Linked DNA regions of Hordeum vulgare: region 1 is linked to region 2. The links are chromatin contacts, called in public Hi-C maps. All regions are on one chromosome and are shown on one strand. The core of a region is the stretch at or near the end of the contact, and the rest is flanking DNA. Distances in the headings are between cores, read along the strand shown. Region 1 overlaps LOC123427605 (COP1-interactive protein 1-like). Region 2 holds the start of LOC123427603 (protein NARROW LEAF 1).

What was found. Hi-C and Micro-C count contacts between places; a contact is called where the count stands out from the background.
Region 1: a contact with region 2 is called in a Hi-C map of leaf, with 4 times the contacts expected there. The contact joins the enhancer-like site here to the promoter of LOC123427603 in region 2. A contact is called at or near these places in 5 of 6 Hi-C or Micro-C datasets (leaf and seedling) and 1 of 1 datasets of contacts at active chromatin or transcription factors (embryo).

Annotation. Positions count from the first base shown.
Region 1 is chr2H:599,988,200-599,991,929 of MorexV3_pseudomolecules_assembly, forward strand. It overlaps LOC123427605 (COP1-interactive protein 1-like), which reads right to left. Exons shown (of 8, transcript XM_045111683.1): 4 at 3,656-3,730; 5 at 3,374-3,532; 6 at 2,926-3,084; 7 at 2,288-2,434; 8 at 1,552-2,204. The coding sequence ends at 1,983. Among protein-coding and RNA genes, the nearest start is that of LOC123427605, 8.6 kb to the right of the region's middle. Within about 2 kb of position 1,307, at least 2 of the 3 cell types and tissues checked have open chromatin away from gene starts, as enhancers often do. A contact at or near this core is called in leaf, where this site is marked.
Region 2 is chr2H:599,606,241-599,610,084 of MorexV3_pseudomolecules_assembly, forward strand. LOC123427603 (protein NARROW LEAF 1) reads right to left here and starts at 2,520. Exons shown (of 6, transcript XM_045111682.1): 1 at 2,168-2,520; 2 at 395-923; 3 at 139-282. The coding sequence starts at 877.

The DNA of each region.
Region 1 (3,730 bases), core at 57-2,556, 380 kb after region 2:
AAAGATAATGGTGACCAGGAGTAGTACAATCAGCTTCTGAATTATGTTGATTGGGGCACTGAAAGGCCCAAGATTCAGACAGGAGACTGTTCCAAAGCAGAGCAGAGCAGGTTTAGCACTACTACTGTGATAATTACTGTGTGGTCTCGCCCGTACTGTCCTCCCCTACTGTTCGCGCCCCTACAGGATAGAAAGCTAATGGACTTTACCGAGTCACTAATGGCCCAGCTGACCACTGTTCTGAAGGCTTTTCAGCCAGTTAATTGCCACTAGCTAGCCTGTGGACGCCGATCCCTTAACAGCTCCGTACACTGGTGCTGGGGTCTCTGAAACTCTCTCTTAAAACCATACTACATTACTACCAGTACCAGCATTTGCAGCGCCAACTGAGAAAGTGCATGTTCAAATCGGCTCACCGGAGCATATGCTTTCCTGGGTGACACAAATGCTGTTTCTATGTTAAAAATTAACTTAAAAATGTACCCATCTACTCCCTCTTATATTTCCTTACAGAGGGAGTACATGTGACTTCTCATGGAAAATTGACATATTTCATGGCTTGTGCGAAGAAACCAAATCCTGTGCTTAAAAATTGCCATATTGTCTTCAGAGAGCACAACATATACCACGTTTTCATGAAATTTGAACGCGAATAGAAGATACGGACATTATGTTGTCAAAGAAGGGAGTTCATATTTTATTTTGAACTACAAAATGAGTAGTTTTGAAGATTTCTTTTCTGAAAAAGGCAATAGTTTGGGCTAGTCTCCAAGTACTCCCTCCGTACCTAAATATAAGTCTGTTAAGATATTTCACTATGTGTCTACATACGGAGTAAAATGAATGAATCTATACTCTAAAGTATGTCTATATATTCATTAGTTGACCCTCTAGAAAGACTTATATTTAAGAACAGAGGGAGTAATAAATATTAAAAAAAAGTGTCACCGCACATGTAGGACCAGCCCACGCGCGCTTTCCGCCTTCCGCCTATCAGAGGCCGTGTGAAGCGTGCGTGGTTTTGGGTGGGGTTTATCCAACCGTCGCCGGATGCACGGAAAAGAACATGTCAAGTACTCCCTCCGTTCCTAAATATAAGACCTTTTAGAAATTGCATTATGAACTACATACGGATGTACATAGATATATTTTAGAGTATAGATTCGCTCATTTTGCTCCGTATGTAGTCTTCTAGTGGAATCTCTAAAAGGTCTTATATTTTGGAACGGAGGGAGTACTATCAACTCCAACATGGATAGCATGCTGTGACACCATCACTGTCGCTTGTGGCCTGGGCGCTTTCGCCACTGTGATATGATGAGTGCACCTGCGAAAATGCAAATAAATATGACCAGATTCATTTGCTCATATCTTATGGCTTCCAAATGCCAGTGAAGCAGAGTCTGCAAGTACATCAGCTCGCATGCGATTTAGATTAAAAAGAAAAAAAAAATCACATATACAGTGTTATATTGCCAGTCATATGATCTCGGAGAAATGAAACCTCTTAGGCTCTTGCCAACCAACAACCCAGATATATATATAGAGAGAGATCAAAAACACTGGAGTGATCGATTGTGCAGCATATGACACAGCTTACACTCGACCATATGAACAAATAAAGATTTCTGACAGACTTCCTTTTTACACAGAGAGAGAGAGATGTAGATACAAGCTCACTGATACCAAAAACCAAATTGCATGCATATGGCCTTCTGCATGCAGGGTAGGAAACTAGGAATGAACAAAAACCAAATTCCTACCCCCCTTAACCTCATATAGGGAGAACTCACCAATAAGAAGCTTCCGGATTTCTGACTTCTCCCTGAAAGCCATCAGTCCGTTCAATTGCAATCCACGAAACCATGCAAACTATGCGTTGTTCAGCTATAGTAGTAGTTTAGGTTCATGGGAAGCAGTTTTTAGCTGTTAACGATGGGATTTTCCCATAGGGCACCACCAGGAACCTCACAAGAGCAGCACTAGTATCTCCTTCCGAGGAACACGCCGATGACTACTGACAGCAGAGCGACGCCCAAGATGAACTTGAAGGCCATGATACCAGAGGGTTCCCGCAGTTGTTGCTGCGCCGGGTTCACAGAGGCCGTGCTAGGAGCCTGAGATAAGTCCTGTTCTTTGTTCTGCGGTGTTAACGAGTCCAGGCTGAATTCTCGGGATCTCGTTGATACTACTGCATCCTTTGCCTGCAAAGAGAAAAGGTTGTTAATTGCTGATAACTACTGATCAGGGTAACTCAAGATATTTCATAGCATCTTTTTTTGCTTGCCTGTTCATCAGATTTGGAATAAGCTAGCTGCAACTTCTGCTCAAGGTCCTGTACCTTCTTCTCCATTTCAGCACTCTTGCTCACATTTTGGGTCAGCTTGTTGAGCTGCGTATTGACAAGAGCGAGTTTCTCACTCTCCTCTGCAACCTGAAAAAACACGCATAAATCAATAGATGTGAGAAAAAAGTAGGCATATGCTTATAAACTGTCTATAAAGTGTCAAAGCAGCAGGAGGACTAGAAATTCTAATGTGAAGTATGGGGGTATTGTGTGAATCTATCAGCTTTTATCATCAAGAATCTGTACGTATGACTACTACAGCAGATTGAAAAGGCTATTTCTGCTAACTTAAACATGTTCTGTAATCGTGTGAGGCAATGCACTTTCCTATTCATGTTCCCTCGTTCCATTATCATACAAGCCGGCCTTCGATCATGATGCTTCTGTTCACAATGAGAGAAAGCCTAGCAATAAGCCAGATGCCTCAGAACAAAGCAGGCTTCCACATTTAAGGATTTGAAGGCAAATAACAGATGGATTTTATCGTGCCGCCCTTGATCTTGGATCCATAACACCCGTCACATGTAATAGGTGAACTAGTATTACAGCATCAAATGGAAACTCGGATAAAAACCAACCTTGTTCTTGTAATGGATCTCAGCTTCTTGCAGCTGTTGATCAAGAGCTGATACTTGTACTTCCAGCTCTGCAGCATGTTTCTGTGCAACTTCTAGTTGATCCGCTGAATACGTCTTATATGCATCCCACTTTATCTCCCTCACTGAAGCTTGCTCTTCCTGCCAAAACAAAGGTATTTCATGTCTAGATCAGTTCAAACAACAATCAAATTTAAAAAAAACAATTGTCAAATTATTTGGAATCAATTAAGTCAACAACTTCACTACATGTCAACAACATAGCCATGCAAAGAGCCAACTGCCTATCTGCCATCATTTTCTAATGGTACCAGTTCAGCAGATAGGGTTGGCAGTAAGAAAATGATGGATCCAGCAATCCCTTTGTATTTAGCAGAAATGCTTGATAGTAAAAAATTGTCTTAGAAAAATAGTTACAATGACAATTTACCTGATTAGCTATGATTCGGTAAGCAGCCTCCAGTTCCTTCCTAACTTCCAGCAATTGTTGCTCCAACTGATCTTTTTCATGGACTAAGTTTGCATGCTCCTGCATCTTGCTTGTAAGTGCTTCATTCTTTTCAGTCGTTTCAACTTGCATTGTCTGGATCTGAAAATGTTTGAGAAATTATACAGATAGTACTTCGTAGGTAGGACGAATTACCCTACTGTACAGCTCGTTAAAAAAATGTAGGACCCAAAATAGTTTAGAGGGAGATAAATAACAAGATACCTCCTCCATGTATTTTAGCTCAGACACTGTAATTTGTCTCTCGAGTTTTGAAATGTGCAACTCTTTTTCAGACTT
Region 2 (3,844 bases), core at 1,270-3,769:
ACTGGCAAGACAGAGAAAATAACTAGTAGTGCATGTTTGTGCCCAATCCAATTTGTACACATGGCAGCATTCACTGCTTCAAGAAGATGATATCTAGGTAATGCAAACCAATACAGATAAGAGCATAGATGTATAAACCTGAGAGCCTGAACCAATATATTCGTCACTGCCACACAGCTTATTAACAAGCTCACTAAACGTCTGTTCTTTAGGTGTTTGAGCCGGCGCACCATAGTATGAAAATTCTACGACATCAACATCACACCAAACACCTCCTGGACCCTGTAAACATCCAGCCAAGTGAAAGATATTAGTCAAAGACAAAAACGACTCCAAGTCTGAAAACAAGCCTGTCCAATAATATAAGACAAGAGATAAAATGAGGTTCTCATACCGCAAGAATTGCAGGAAGGCATTGGTTCGGATTAAGCCATTTCTTGTGAACCTTTCGAGCAACGAAGACAAGAATGGCAGGGGTTTCTGTGAGAACCCCTTTTGTTATGCGGAAGCCCACTGCCGTCCCAAGGCTGAAACGCCGCAATATCTTGCTGTGGAAAGCTCTTATGGTCATCAAATCAAGCAAGCTATTTGCTTGCTGACCCTTGGGCAGCTTTCCAGGGAGTACCGGCAGTAATCCTTTCTGGAGGTTCCCAAAGTAGTTTGCCCGTCCCTCCGCCGCACAATGCTGCAGGTTTGAAGTCGGCCATAAGAAGTATGCCGCGCTGTTTTCTGTGTGCACGCACCCAGAAGCAACCGGTTGCATCGACGGAGAACAAGGAAATGCCTCATGGTGAGAGCAATGCCCCTCCACATCAAGAGACGACTCTTCCGACCGCGTCAAACCTGAGAGCTGCATCCTGTCATCTGAAGGCTTCATCGTGCCGAACAGTTGACAGGCGTAGTGGACAGGAGAAGCTATGGCCCTAAAAATTAGAGCAAACAAGTCTGAGAACATAATCTTGCCCCAAGGCAAAAATGTCAGGAGAGGAGACACTGGAAAGTTAGCACTCAGCAATCTACCAAATGTGTTTGCACCCTAATAGACCTACATCAGACTGGGAAATGTATGGTGAAATTAAGCAATGTATGAGTGTGAGGCTAGCTAGCATCCAAGCTATTATACACAAGAAAATAAATAAACAAGTGCTGGTGGAGTAGCCTGATATTCTCGGGGAATAGGTTCTTGCAGGATTGCAACCACGCAAACAAAAGCAGATAATATCATAAGAGGAATCCTCTGTACGACGAATATGACCCATTGTATATGTATATTCTTGTTGCGCATCCGCCGTAGAACCAAGCAGAGAATATCACAGGAGAGTGGAATCTGCAAAAGCCAGAGGGTGGAGGAAGTCTCCATCCGTTTGTTCGGCGAAAGGCATGGCACAAATTCTGCCTTTAAACACAGGGAATTGGCATAAATCCACATGACAACTACCACACGGAGTACTTGTGATGATAACAAAAATATCGACGCGAAAAGGGTAGGGCCTACGCGCAAATTAAGCAGGCGGCACCGCGGGTGAAGTTTGGCAAAGGCATCGTGCACTTTGCTGAAAGAGAAAAGGCATAATCAAAAGAAGAAACAACCCGCCGACAAGAAATCGGGGGGAACAAACGGCAAGCACTCTCCCCTTGTGTTACATCCAATAGCAGGCCTGAAATCGGTTTTGCTGGAGCAATGCAACTTTTATCTGGCCGCAGAAGAGAGCCTGCAGCTGAAGGCACGCGAGCTTGGATTGATGCCGGTTGCAGAGCGGCAATGGAGCTCCCTGCTCCCGTGGCGAAGATTCTTGGAGGCCGAGCTGCTAAGCTTTCCGTGGCATTTGGCCCCGGAAGCGAGGCCAACAAGGAAGGCGGAAGGAAATAAGAAGAGAACGCCTGAAGCTGTTACTGTGCAGGCATCACGGAACTCCCATGGCACTGGCAGGGAGCAACAACCTGGCATACCAGATTGGCAACTCAACCACCAAAGAGGGACGACGAGCAGCCCGGCCTGCGAACGGGAACCACGGGGCGGGAGGGAAAAAGGGATGCGAGGGACCGAAAAAGAAAGCCGGCAAATCGAGGAAGGCGGCGTCAAGATCCTGCCGCCCCAGGGGCCGGAGTAAGATCCGGCCATCCGGTAGGACCTCGGGCAGGGGAGGGAGGGGGCGGAGCCGCTCACCTGGAGCCGGAGCAATGGCCACAGCCTCGCGCGTCGCGACTACTCCTCCTGCCTCCTCCTATCTCCTTCTCCCCGCGCGGGTATCCATAATTGGGGGCGTGGAGGCGGGAATCTCCACTGTTATTAGGGGCGAGGCCGGGGGGGCAGAAGATGCCAGCTTTGCAGTCGCAGGCGGCGTCCCTCCCTCTCCCTGCCCAGCCCCCCCTCTCACTGTTCGGGCCGTGTGCGCGGCAGCAGCGGCATGCGTGCGCCGCACAAGCACCACAAGAAGAGGCTAGAGAGAGAGGGGGAATGGGGAGGAGGCGCTCTCCTGGGAATCTAGGGGGGGAGCTCGATCAGCAGCTAGGCGGTGGTGGTGATCATGGCGTGGTGGTCACAGATTGGGGTGAACAACGACTTCACTGTGGCGCCGTGTGATGTGTCGATGCCTGTGTCGAGCCCCGACCTGTGGCCGCATAGTCACCCGTGTCGCGCGGTCCAACGGACGGCCCCGATCGCAGGTGGAGGGGGCGAGGAGACGTGGCCCTCTCTCCTCCGCTAGATTCGGCCGTGGGGGGTTGGGGGCTTCATCCCTCCTTTGAACAAGGTGCACTTTTGGTCATGTCATCGTATATTATCGACAGTGACAATATGAAAATGATAGGGAAACAGAAAACTTATGGAGTTGACCTGTAGTGAAGAGTCAGACTGTGAACATGTTTTTTTATTCTAACATGTATTCTGGATATATAGCAAGATTTAGACGCGAGTATCAGCCTAAAACTCGTTCATTTTTTGCTTCTAAGATAACCAGCCCCCTTCTTATAGCTTATTTCATAAGCCGTCTGTGGAAGAGCCGGGCCTAAAGAATATTGAACTCGATATGCAACTATTCAAATTTGACTCGGATCTTAAAAGGGTCATGTCTCAATTCAAAATTTTCATAGTAAATATGTTATTTTGCCGAGTGGCTATAGCTCTATGTTATAGTTGGATTGGATGGTTAAGAACAATTCGGTAGCCTGAATATTCGGTTAAATGTTACTTCATGTGTTCACAATTGTAAGATGTTTTGAATATTTTAATATGAACTGCATGCAAATTGAAATGCGTAAACAAGCACACTAAAGCGTGTATATGTATCTAATAAAAAAATAGAACATGATTTTATTTCTGAATGGAGGGAGTATTTGACAATATAGGTTCCCAAACGACCGTTGCATCATAAGTGTAGGAAAACTCCTTTTATTAATCATGTGCTATTTTTTATAAGCATGTCACAATTGCTATTTATGTGGGCTAGAAATAGTAACATTTATGTGGGTCAAGACAAAAGGGATAGTAACAAGTGGCTTGGTCATTTTCGCTTTATGGCATGGTAGCATATTTATGGTGTCTGGTTCATGAAAAATCCCTATATTCTATTCTCTAGCTTCGTCAAAGAAAAATAAAGAAAATGTCACAGACAAATTGTCATGTCACTATAGAAGAATTGATAGCAATGATAAACATTAAACACCCCCAACTATATGCATGTTCTAATGAAAGGGTGAAAGTGCATCTAATCGCCAAGGTGAATTTTGGTAATCCATGTCAAGATATCTCAAAGAACTGATGGTACTTCAAATATATTTCATGAAAAGTTTTTTCAGGAACAATATTGGAATGGAAGGTGACCCCTAAAAATGCTTAAAGACA